Linked DNA regions of Sus scrofa: region 2 is linked to region 1. A link is a contact called in public HiChIP or PLAC-seq data. All regions are on one chromosome and are shown on one strand. The core of a region is the stretch at or near the end of the contact, and the rest is flanking DNA. Distances in the headings are between cores, read along the strand shown. Region 1 overlaps BCL2L1 (BCL2 like 1). Region 2 overlaps HCK (tyrosine-protein kinase HCK).

Region 1 (6,341 bases), core at 3,701-6,200:
TCTGCGTTGCTGTGGCTCTGGCGTAGGCCAGTGTCTACAGCTCCGATTCAACCCCTAGCCTGGGAACCTCCATATGCCGCGGGAGCAGCCCAAGAAATGGCAAAAAGAAAAAAAAAAAAAAAAATACAAAGAACTCATATAACTCAACATCAAAAAAACAAACAACCTGACTAAAAAATGGGCTGAAGATCTGAATAGACATTTTCTCAAGGAAGATCAACAGTTACATGAAAAGATGCTCCACAATATCACCTCACACCTGTGAGAATGGCTGTCAAAAAGACAGCAAATAACAAGTGCTGGTGAAGATGTGGAGAAAAGGGAACCCTGTTCTGCACTGTTGGTGGGACTGCAAATTGGTACGGCCATTGTGGAAAACAGTAGGGCGGTTCCTCAAAAAATTAAAAATAGAGTTACCACTCCCTGGGTATTTATCTGAAAAAAACGAAAACACTACTTTGAAAAGATACAAGCACCCCTATGGCCACTGTGGCATTATATACAATAGCCAAGATAAGGAAGCAACCTAAGTGTCCATCAACAGATGAATGGATAAAGGAGATGTGGCATGTTCGTGCACGCGTGCGCGCGCACACTCACACACACACACACACACACACACAGAGGAATATCAGCCATAAAAAAGAATGAAATCTTGCCATTTGGGACAACATGGACAGCATATAGGCTTAGTGAAATGAGTCAGACAAAGAAAGTCAAATACTGTATGATTTTACTTATTTGTGGAATCTAAAACAAAACAAATGAACAAACATAAAACATAAACAGAGTTATAGATACAGAGAACAAACGAGTGTTTGAAGAGGGTGGGCTGGAGGGGGAGGAGGAGGAAAGACATAGGGAGATTTGATTAAGAGATACAAACTTACAGTTGCAAAATAAGTCTTGGGTATAAAATGTACAGTGTGGGGGAATATAGTCAATAACTGTAATATCTTTGTATGGTGACATATCTTAACTAGATTTATTGTGACCAGTTTGAAATGTACAGAAATATGAAATCACTACATTGTATAACAGGAAGTATCAGTGTTGTAGGTCAATTATACCTCAAAAACAAACAAACAAGACTCATAAAAAAAGAGATCAGATTTGTGGTTTCCAGAGGCCAGGGGTGAGGGAGGTGAGGAGAGGGGGAAGGAAGGTGGTCAAAAGGTACAAACTCCCAGCTAAAAGATACAGGAGTACTAGGGATGTAATGTATAACGTGATAAGTATAATTAACACTGCTGTGGGTTATACATAGAAGCTGTTAAGAGAGTAAATCCTAAGGGTTCTCATCATAAGAAAAAAAGTTTTTTTCTATTTAATTTTGTACCTATATGAGATGATGGATGTTCAATGAGCTTACTGTGGTAATCACTTCATGACATATTGTAAGTCCAATTATGCTATAAATCTTAAACACAGTATTGTATATTAAATATATTTCAATAAAACTGAAAGGAAAAAACCAAAACAAAACAAAACAAGAAGGAAGGTGGAACATCCAGATCACACACTGGGTCTGTTTCACTCCAGGTGGGCTGTACCCACGGAGTCATCTCTGCTCACACACGAGTGAGAAGGGCTCCCTCTGTATGGAGCATTTCATCTTTGGACGGCTCTTTGGGAAAACCTTTCCCTTTGATCTGTTTTACTGGAAAACTTCTGCCTCTTTCTCTCTACCTCAGTTCTCTCTCTCTCTCCTCTAGTGCCTGTCCCCCAACCCTGTCCCAAGGGCTGCCCAAGAAGGCAACATGAGCTGCAGAGGAAGCTTTACCAGGCTTACTTGAGGCCCTGGACCAGGTCCTGCTGCTGAGTATCAGCTTCCTCATTTGTAAAATGGTGGTGCTATCTGGATAAGGCCAAGGCTGGTGACAAATTAACTTGTATTTCTCCACCAAGCTGGGCTGCCAGAGCAAAAAGTAGGTAGGAACCCAGTAAGTCTTGCAATTAGACTAAGATGTTTAGCTTTGGACCTCATCTATAAAGTGGGGATTAAAATGTACTTATTTCACAAGAACATTGTGAAAATTCAATAGTAATATGTGTAAAGCTCTTAGAACGGTATTTGACACATAGCAGACTTTAAGTAAATGCCATCTATTACTATTGTTCTTACGATTAGACTAAGGCTCAGCTTGAGTCTTAAGGGCCTTCTCCTTGGTTTGCAAGTCACTGCAGGGTTTCCTCGGCTTTGTCTAGGGCCAGGCTGCTTGTTCCTCACATGCTACGTTCTGTTCAGCCGCAGGACCTTTGCTCATGTTGGTCCCTCTGCCAAGCTCTCTCCTACTTACCTCTTAGGTCTTAATCTTTAACAGGCCACTTCTTCAAGGAGGCTGCCTGCTCTACCCCCTTCCCCAAGTCTCCTTTAGCTCTCTCACCAGTTTTCTGGGCTGCTCATTTTTTCTTTCTCTCTCTCTCTCTTTTTTTGGGCCACACATACAGCATATGGAAGTTCCCAGGCTAGGGGTCAAATCAGAGCTGCAGCTGAGGCCTATGCCATGGCCACAGCAACGTGGGATCTGAGCTGCACCTGTGACCTATGCTACAGCTTGCAGCTGTGCCAGATCCTTAACCCACTGAGCAAGGCCAGGGATCAAACCCATATCCTCATGGACACTAGTTGGGTTGGTAACCCGCTGAGGCACAATGTGTACTCTGAGCTGCTCATTTTTGACCATGAGCTCTGTCCCCCAGGCCTAGCGGAGGGCTGGGCCCAGAGAAAGTGCTGATGAGTATGACTGGCTGGTGGGAAGGGAAGTGGCCAATTTTTTCTCTCTTCATCCCCATCCTCACTGCCTGGCAAAACTAGGAGGAAACCCTAAGACACTAGGTGATTAGGCAGGGTAGCAAGGACTTCCCAGGACATCAAGCTCTCCTAGGCTCATGAGAAAGTTCTGGAAAGGCATCTTTTGCATTGTGTTGAGGCTACAGGCCAGACAGACCATGGTAGGAATATACAAGGATCAGGACCTTGGTCTCTGGAGCCAACTCTGCCAACCCTAAAACTCTGTCTCCTTCTGGAGTCTATGCCTCCAAGCACTCCACGGTCCAAGGCAGCCACTCCCTCCTCCTTCCCATCCAAAGCTGCCCCCACTCCTGGACTGGTGCTGATCAATGCTGCCTGCTGTGACGAGAAGGGCAATGAACTGAGCATCAGCAGGATTTCGTGTCCCAGCTCTGTCACTGGCTTGCTTGGGGTGAGTCCATCCTGCTGTCTAGCATGCTGGGGAAGTCTGGGACTTTCCTCATCTGTAAAATGAAGATCATCTCAAAGGGCTCTTACTAGTGCTACAATGTGAGGAGGATGAAAATAACTCATACGCGGGGAGTTCCCGTTGTGGCGCAGTGGTTAACGAATCCGACTAGGAACCATGAGGTTGGAGATTCCATCCCTGGCCTTGCTCAGTGGGTTAAGGATCCAGTGTTGCGGTGAGCTGTGGCGTAGGCTGCAGATGCTGCTCGGATCCCGCACTGCTGTGGCTCTGGTGTAGGCTGGTGGCTACAGCTCCGATTCGACCCCTAGCCTGGGAACCTCCATATGCCTCGGGAGCGGTTCAAGGAAAGGCAAAAAGACAAAAACAAACAAACAAACAAACAAAAAAAACCACCAAAAAACCAAAAAACTCACATGCGGGCAGATGAGTGACTACCTGCATTCTCTCAGGGGATCCAAAAGATCTGTAATTTAGTGTGGAAGGCAAGAGGCAGCATTCTTGAGTAGAAGAACTTGTTGCCTCCACTGCAAAGCCTGCTGAGCCTTGCCCTCAAACCAGCAGATTCCAAAAGAAAAGGGCATGGGGCTTGTCTGTGACCAGGGCTAGCTCCTCAGAGGGTCAGACCTGCAGGGCTCTGTCCTAGTGGCCTCAACCCCTCACCCCAGCACTGCCTCCAACTAGTCCAGACAAGTCCCGGGTATTTTCAGCCACCTTTATCTGATCGGAAATGTTTGGAATTCCACAGCAGAAGGCAACAGCTCTGGAGGATTTGGGGATGGGAAGAAATCGCTGCAACCCCCACCTCCCTCATATGAATGTGCGCGCACGCGTGTGCGCGCACACACACACACACACACACACACACACACCCTTGTAACCAAAATCTCAAGAGCTGCAGGCTTCCTCATGCTGCATTTCCTACATTCTGGTTCCTTCCAGTCTTCCCCGTGTTTTATCTCCACCCGAATCCACTGGCCCTCTCAAGGTGTAGAACAGCAAGATGCTGAGAGGGTGTCGGGAGAGCCTGAGTCTGCAGCCGATGACTCCGAGGGAGGGGCTGTTCACAGTCAGCGTCCACACACCAATAAACTGCAGAAGACGACCACCGCCCTCACCAGCAGGAGGCCGAGAAGCGACGCACCATCCCACCCGAGGTGGCATGACCTGTGGTTCACAGCAATGTCTAGTTCAACCCCCACCCTAAAAAAGACCCTAGGAGGTGAAGGGACTCCCCCACAAGACCTCCTGACCCCTGGAGTCTGCCAGTGCGGACTCCGACCCAGCTCTGTGACTGCCTACTTGTGGGACCTGGGACAAGACCCTTTATCTCACCAAGCCCAGAGGCCTGTCTATAAAGTGAGAACGCTGTCCTTATACCACAGGCTTAGCAGCAAGAGTGAAATGGTCCATAGAGAGTGCACAATACACGCGAACTGTCATTATTTTTCTATAGCTAAAAATGAATGGCCCCACTGTCCTTCCCATGTTGTATTCTTATTATTTATAGCTGCAAACAAACAAAAAACCCCAGCTCATACTGATTTAGCCCCTGCTTGAATTCTCAACATCTTGCAAGTAGGTGTTGTCCCCACTTTACCAACAAGGAAATGAAGACTCCGAGAGGGGAGGAGACTCTGCCTGAGATCTCTGGTTACCGAGTGAGGGTGTCTGACTCCACAGCACGTTCACTCTGCCAGCGCAACAGGACAGATGCAGAAGGACGTGACTAAGCTCTTCCTTCCTTCCCCTTTCACCCACCCACTGCCCACTACTTACTGAGGATCTTGGGCCCTGGATCAGAGAGGACTTTGAGGACAGGGCTGAGGCATGTCCCTTGGCTCCTTGGGTGCCTCAGGGGTAGGAAGGAGAGGGGTATGCGGATGGCGGCTCTGTGCCTCCCCTTTGCTCCCCAAACCCAGCCTCTGCAAGGCCAGTCCTTGCAGAAGAGTTCCTCCAACTGGTCATTATCTTGGAAACAAAAGTGATGCCAAGTAGCTTTGGCGGAGCGGTCAGCTGACTTTTCTAAGACAGACCATGACCCTTTTGTGGGCTGACCTGTGAGGTTGTAGGAGGACTCTCTGCTTAGTGCTGGACACTCATTCGTTCCATAAATCTTTATTAAGAGCCCACTAAATGCCAGGCATCATGTTAAGTGCTAGGGAATAAAGCAGTGATTAAGTTAGACAAAAAGTCCTACCTGCATGAGTTTATCATTTAACAGGAAGAGATAGGCAACAAACAAATGTGTCAGACGGTGATAAGTGCTAAAAAGAAAACTAAATGAGAGAAAGGGGTTAGAGAGAAATATGGAAGAGGGCAGAATTAGAACCCGTGGTCAGGGAAAGCTCCTTCAGGAGGTAACATCTGATCAGAGAGAACCCTGAATGAAGGGAGGGAACAGGCACTGCAAGGGTCTGAGGAAAGGCAGAGGGAATAAGTGCCAGGCCCTGGGGCAGGTGCAACTCGGGGTACTCCAGGAACAGGAAAGATGCCAGTGTGGCTGAAGCTGAGTGAGTCAGGGGAGAATGATGGGCTCTGGCAGTGGCCAAGGGCCAGGCTGTGCAGGGCCTTGAAGGCCATTTAAAGACATGGGAGCACCTTGGGGTTTTGAGCAGGGGAGGGACATGATCTGACTTTGATTTTAATCGAGTCCTGGCTGCTGGGTGAAGACCTCCGGGGCAAGGGTGGAAGTGAGAGGTGGTGGGGAGCTGACGCAGCCATCCAGGAGAAATATGAGGGTGGCTTATCCACGATGGTGCCCAGCAGGCTGGAGAGGAGTCAGATTCAGATTTTATTTTTAAAAGTAGAGCTGAAGGGATTTGCTAATGGATTGGATGTGGACTGTGGGAGTTGTTTGCTTCTCTGACCCTATTTCTCATCTACAAAAGGCAGGAGAAGAGGCCTTTGAGGATTTTTTTCCAGGTTGATAACTACGGGGACACTGTTGGGATGAAGAAAGAGACAAAACCATTTCTGCTGTCATGCAGGCAAAGCCATTTGCTCACCTGACCTCCAGGCATGTGCAGGATCACAGAGGAGCAGCCAGGCCCATGGTGGGCAAGAGGACAGCTCAATTTCTACTGGGAGGCAAGGGGCATTAGAGCTGCACCATATGTG
Region 2 (6,101 bases), core at 3,548-6,047, 360 kb after region 1:
GAGGCCTTCCTGGCAGAAGCCAACCTGATGAAAACTCTGCAGCACGACAAGCTGGTGAAGCTGCACGCGGTGGTCACCACGGAAGAGCCCATCTACATCATCACGGAGTTCATGGCCAAAGGTGCTGCATGCTGGGGGCTGAGGGGTGTGGGCTGTGGCTCTTACTGGTCACTGGCAGACTCCAAGGAGACTCTGACATGGCCTTTGCCTTCAAGATGCCCCCAGTCTGGCCAGGAGCCCTTCTGACAAGTACTCATTGAGCACACACACATGCAACCGCCCAGCCCCCTCCTGGTTAAGGGGATGAAAGCATGTTGGGGGGATGCCAGGGGAAGGGGAGCCCATGGGCCACAGGGAGGGGGTAGCACCAGAACCCCCATGGGTGATAGGAGAAGCAGCTTCTATGGGTTTACTGTGAGCCCTAGAGGCGGGCGTGACTCCTTCAGCTCCACCCACCATCAGCCACCTTCCTTGGATGGACCAGTGCTCCAGAAAAGAGAGTCAGCAACGTGTCCCTTAAGAGTTGGCAAAGCATCCATGCCAGGCTGCCCCCATCCACCTACACACGATCCGAGAAGCCCCTACCCATTTTTCAATATACAGAAACATCTCACACAATCTCCATTTTTTTTCATAGCCACACCCACAGAATATAGAAGTTCCCAGGGCCAGGGATTGAATCTGAGCCACAGCTGTGACCTATGCCACAGCTGCGGCAATGCTGGGATTGAACCTGTGCCTCTATAGTGACCTGAGCTGCTGCAGTTGGATTCTTAACTCACTGTACCACAGCAGGAACTCCTCACATGATCTCCATTTGGAGTGATTTGAAATCTCTAAGTTTTTATCATTTATTTGCCAGCCTTATAAAACCATGGCCCCCAGTCATCCAGGCTCAGAAAGGTATCTGGGACAAAGAACCAGTCTAGCAATCACAAAGTCATTTTTTAAATGCTGAAATTCTATTTCTCAAACACTAGGAGTGGTAAAAAAATATTTTCACTTAAATCTATCACTGTGAATAATCTTAACCACACACTAAAGTCATGAGACTAGTAAATGTTGCTTCCCTCTCCCCCACACAGGCAGCCTGCTTGACTTCCTGAAAAGTGAAGAAGGCAGCAAGCAGCCTTTGCAAAAACTCATCGACTTCTCGGCCCAGGTGAGAATCTAATGGGGAAGATGGAGGAGGAGGACAGGAATCCAACTATTTATTCAACAAGTATAGTATTGATCACATACTATAATAATGACAACAAGAGCTAACATTTATTGAGTTCTCAGGATAAAAGTATCCTGTTTAGGAGTTCTTACCATGGTTCAGTGGGTTAAGAATCCAGTTGCAGTGGCTCGGGTCGCTGCAGAGACACAAGTTCAATCCCCGGCCCGGCACAGTGGGTTAAAGTATCCAGTGGTACCCCAGCTGCTGGCATAGGTGTGGCTCAGATTCAGTCCCTGGCCTGGGAACTTCCACGTGCTGTGAGTGTGGCCATGAAAAAAAAAGAAAACAAAGTATCCTTTCTCTATGTGGCTTCTATGTACTAATTCACGTGTCTTCACATCAACCTTCTAGGGTGAGATTTTTGTTATCCATCCATTTGTAAGCAACCTCTTCAAAGCTCAGTAGCTTGAAACAGCAACTTATTATTTCCCATGATTCTGTGGGGTTGACTGGGGTTGGCTGAGTGGTTTTTTGGCTCCACATGGTGAAATGGAGGTCTCTCTTGTGGATGCAGTCTGCTGAGAGCTTGCCTGGGGCTACAATGTCCAAGGGGGTGGCTCATCTTCTGGGTCTCTCTCCAACGGCCCCACATCCCTCAATAGTGCAACCAGAGCTCCTCTACTTCATGGTGGCGAGGGTCCAACAGGGAGTCTTGCAAGGGACCTCGCCATAATGAGCAAGCGCCTATGAAGCCTCCGCTTGCATCGTGCTTGCTAATATCCCCTTGGCCAAAGCAAGTCTCATGGCCCAGACCAGAGTCAGCATAGGAGGGACTGCACAAGGGCATGAAGCCCAGAGGCATGGTTCACTGGGAGCACTGATGTAACAGTCTGGCCACAGGTAGGTAACTGTCATCCCATTTTACAGAATAGGAGATTGAGGCATAGAGAGAAAGTGAAGTACAGATGAGGAAACTGAGGCCCAGCGCAATGAATTTAGCTTGCCTAAATGACTGTGTTACTTTGGGGAGTTCCCACTGTGGCTCAGCAGGTTATGAACCAAACTAGGATCCATGAGGACGCAGGTTTGATCCCTGGCCCCACTCAGTGGGTTAAGGGTCCGGTGTTGCCATGAGCTGTGGTGTCGGTCGCAGATGTGGCTTGAATCCCATGTTGCTGTGGCTGTGGCGTAGGCAGGCAGCTGCAGCTTCCATTCAACCTCTAGCCTGGGAACCTCCATATCCCACAGGTGCAACCCTAAAAAGCAAAAAATATACATATAAATAAATAAATAAATTACTGTGTTACTTTGGGGGTACAGCAGTGAACAAAATGGAAAGTATCGCTGTTCTCTTAGGGTTGACAGTTATTAAACAACTGAGTCTCTTAGAGAGCCATGACCAAAGTGGTCCATGCTCACTGTCAAAAGAATGCTGTACCCAGCAAAATTAATAATGTATACAGATCACAGAAACGCTTCTTAAAACCCCATTTTCTTTCTCATCTTCCCGTCGCTCTCTGCAGCTCTTCTCACCCCCAGCCTGAGTGCTTCTCACTTCTCTCCTCTCTGACTCTTTGTGATCTGTGGGAAAACAGGGGAAGAAAGGGTGCTATGGCAGTACACGGCTGGAGTCGTCAGCCTGGTTCAGGAGAAATCCATGAAAGCTTCCCAGAGGAAGCCGTCTCGAGGCTGAGCCCTAAAGGATGAGTACAAGTTAGGCAGCTGAAAAGGAGAGGGAAGAGTAGTCTGGGCAGAAGAAACAGCCTGTATCAAAGCCCAAAGGGCAAACTAAGAACTCGGCCTGGTCAGTTGGGGCCTGGACTTGGCAAAAATGAAGAGGGCATGTCTTGCAGCCTGGAAGATGCTAAGGGGGATGGGCGCCTGGGCCTAGGGTTGGGCAGTCTGGAGATGACTAAGGCAGAGCTCATTTGGGTATGCAAATCCTGGGGAGGGACGGGGCAGGGGTATAATAAAAAGGCTTTACCTTCAAGCCTAGAATGCCAGGGGCATATGGAAATCAAGGCCTGGCATCTTCCTGTCACTGGGCCCTCTGGGGGAACAATAGTCTGGCCTGTTGCTAAACTATGATTGTCTAACTGGCAGAAACCTTGCTGGGTGTAAGGTCACTGGCTGGGGCAAGGGCCACTCTCCACATTACATAGACAGGAAAAGAGAAACCACAGGAGGGCAAGAGGTTCCAGGCCCTTGTGCATCCAGGAGCAAAGGTAGACTCAGAGCCCGGGGGCAGGAAGGAAGACCTGGGGGCCTGGTCTTCACCTCCAGTCCCAGAGAGGCTGTACAGCCTCAGATCCACAACGGGTCTCAGCCCCTTTATTTGTCAAATCAGGGAACTGGACATCTCCATGGGTCTCTAGTTTGCAAGCTTTTTTTCCTTTTTTTTTTTTAAACCATAACTTTATTGGTCAAATGAGTCATATAGAGCAGCCAAAAACTTAAAATAGGTCAAAACAGAGCTGCTCTGGTTGAAGGAGGTGGCCTTTTTTTTTTGTCCCCCAATCCTCAAAGTGACTTTGAGGTTATCAGCTGGATTCAGTGTGAAGAGCCCTGAGCTGGAATATCTCTACAGGCCCTTCCAGCTGATTCTGTGCTTCTCCCCTAATGCTCTCAGAAGCAAATCCACATCCCAATGCCTGACATCATGGCAGCCCACTTGGTGGTCATGAAATCCTACCACCTCATCGGCCGCCAGTGCTTAGACCAGCCCTGAACCCAATAAACCTATCTGCTGTTCATGTAGTTGACAAACCCTTGAGAAGCAACACTCGACGTACAGGGGCTTAGGAATCACATAGAGTTTTGCTACTGACCCCAGCTCTGCCTGGGTAGCTTTGAGCAAACTGCTTAACCTCTCTGAGCACCACTTCCCGCAATCATTTTGGCCACTGACGTGAATACTTATGTATCAGACTCTGTTCTACGCCCCTGATGTAAACTTAAGAGTACTAATCCTCACGTGACCCCATGGAAGAAGGTTCTGTTGTCCCCATTTTACAGAGAAGAAAAGTGAGGCACAGAGGGGTGAAGTAGCTTGCTCGAGACCACAGGGATGTGGGCTCAAATTGAGCTGGTCCAACCCAGAGTCACCTAGGCCTTATGGTCTGCTGTCTCCTGAGTGGGGTTAGTCCCACCCGTCCCACGGAGCTCATGGGCTCATGCGTGTCTGCCCCTGGGTACTGAAAAAATGGTACCCAGCATTAGTGCCTGCTCTGTGCCAAAAATTCAGGTAGAGTAATGGAGAAGCACACAGACCCTGAGCAGGGCTGTCAGATTTCCAGTCCTTGGGCCAGCGAGTTATTTTTCTGGGGTTCAGTTTTTTTGTGCTGGCATCAGTAGGACATCCCCCAAAACGGAGAACAAATCCTATTTAAGTATCATCTTAGGAGTAATGAAAAAGCTACAACGTCTGCCATTTATGCGATAGACATTGTTCTTCTAACTGTTCTTCTAAGAACTCCTTGTAAATTTTCCCCGCCCTCTAGGCCAAGACTCCATCCCATCCCACCCAAATCAGAATCAGAAAGTCACTGTTTTGTTGGAAAAGCTGGAGCCTCAGACCTCAGTGCCAGTGGCCACAGGTGCCCCCTGCTGGCCACTTTCCACAAGTGCACCATCCACTCGCCTCAACCCTTGAAGAGGCTGGTGCCTTGGTTTTGTCTGGCTGGTCACCCCACCTCCCCAGATAATCTCACCAGATTGTATACAGCTGCAGTTCTCCAGAGCTCTGGAGTTTGGGGTAATTAGAGGCAGCATGGGGCACTGGGAGTGGAAACCCACAGACTGGTTTGAGTCAGAATTTCCCTGGTGGTAAAAAAAAAAAAAAAAAAAAAGAATTTCCCTGGCAGTGTGATCTGAAAAAGGCATCCCCCCTCTGTACAAGAGAGATAGTGATAATGCCTGGCTCGAGCTCAAGGACATGGAAGGCCAGTTTATGAACTATAAATGCTTTTTTCCAAGTTTCCGAAGGTTAATCATAAACCTCTTTATGAGAGTTAAGGCACAAACCCTTAGAAGTGAAAAACATCTCTAAGGAAAAATCCCCCATCTTTGTGTCAGGTTTCCCGGGACCCACTGTGAATAAGAATCCTCCACACAGTCTATTAGTCACTCAGCAGCCATGATGACATTAAAATACACATCAACCATGGCACTCTCCTGCTCTAAGCCTCCTATCTTCCCTTCAGGCTCAGAATGCAAACTAACTTCTTTTCTAGTACAAACTACAGCAGCACCCTCTCCAGCTCAACTCCCCCCACTTTCCCTGTGGCATCTTCTGCTCAGCCGCCCATCCCATGAATCCCCAAGCTCATTCCTAGACTCTGGGCCTTTGCACATGACACTGTCTCTGCCAGGAATGCTCTTAATTTGCCACATTTATTATCATCACTCAGATCTTTGCCCAAAATTCACCTCCACAAAACAGCCTTCCCTGACCACCCAATCCAAAACAGCCCTCTACACTTCCTGTCCTGGTACTGGCTTTATCCTTTCTTTATGGTACTTATTACCACCTGCAGGGACTTTGCCTGGCTCCCCACCTGTACAAGTAATGCCTCGTACCCACGAGACACTCAGAAGGTATTTACTGAGCGACTAAATGAATTTTCCTTATCCCACCTTGAGGATGAGGGAGGCACAAGAGATATTGCAGACATATAGCACAGAGAACTCCACCCAGTATTCTGTGATAATCTCTGTGGGAAAAGAATCTGAGAGAGAATGGATATGTGTTTATGACTGGGTCACTTTGGTTTTTGTTTTTTTTTAAGAGCTGTACCTGCAGCATATGGAAGTTCCCAGGCTAGGGGTCAAATTGGAGCAGCAGCTGCCAGCCTACACCACAGCCACAGCAATGAAGGATCTGAGCCACGTCTGCAACCTACACCACAGCTCACGGCAACGCCAGACCCTTAACCCAATG

What was found. HiChIP or PLAC-seq counts read pairs in DNA pulled down with a chosen protein or histone mark.
Region 2: a contact with region 1 is called in an H3K27ac HiChIP or PLAC-seq map of alveolar macrophages. The contact joins two enhancer-like sites. A contact is called at or near these places in 1 of 47 Hi-C or Micro-C datasets (epiblast stem cells) and 1 of 2 datasets of contacts at active chromatin or transcription factors (alveolar macrophages).

What each region holds. Positions count from the first base shown.
Region 1 is chr17:35,377,056-35,383,396 of Sscrofa11.1, forward strand. All of the region lies in intron 1 of BCL2L1 (BCL2 like 1), which reads right to left. It overlaps LOC106506650 (a long non-coding RNA gene), which reads left to right. Exons shown (of 3, transcript XR_001302085.2): 3 at 4,164-4,562. Among named protein-coding and RNA genes, the nearest start is that of BCL2L1, 34 kb to the right of the region's middle. Within about 2 kb of position 4,951, at least 38 of the 83 cell types and tissues checked have an H3K27ac peak or open chromatin away from gene starts, as enhancers often do. A contact at or near this core is called in alveolar macrophages, where this site is marked.
Region 2 is chr17:35,739,429-35,745,529 of Sscrofa11.1, forward strand. HCK (tyrosine-protein kinase HCK) reads left to right here. Exons shown (of 13, transcript XM_021078145.1): 9 at 1-121; 10 at 1,086-1,162. Among named protein-coding and RNA genes, the nearest start is that of TM9SF4, 23 kb to the right of the region's middle. Within about 2 kb of position 4,798, at least 6 of the 83 cell types and tissues checked have an H3K27ac peak or open chromatin away from gene starts, as enhancers often do. A contact at or near this core is called in alveolar macrophages, where this site is marked.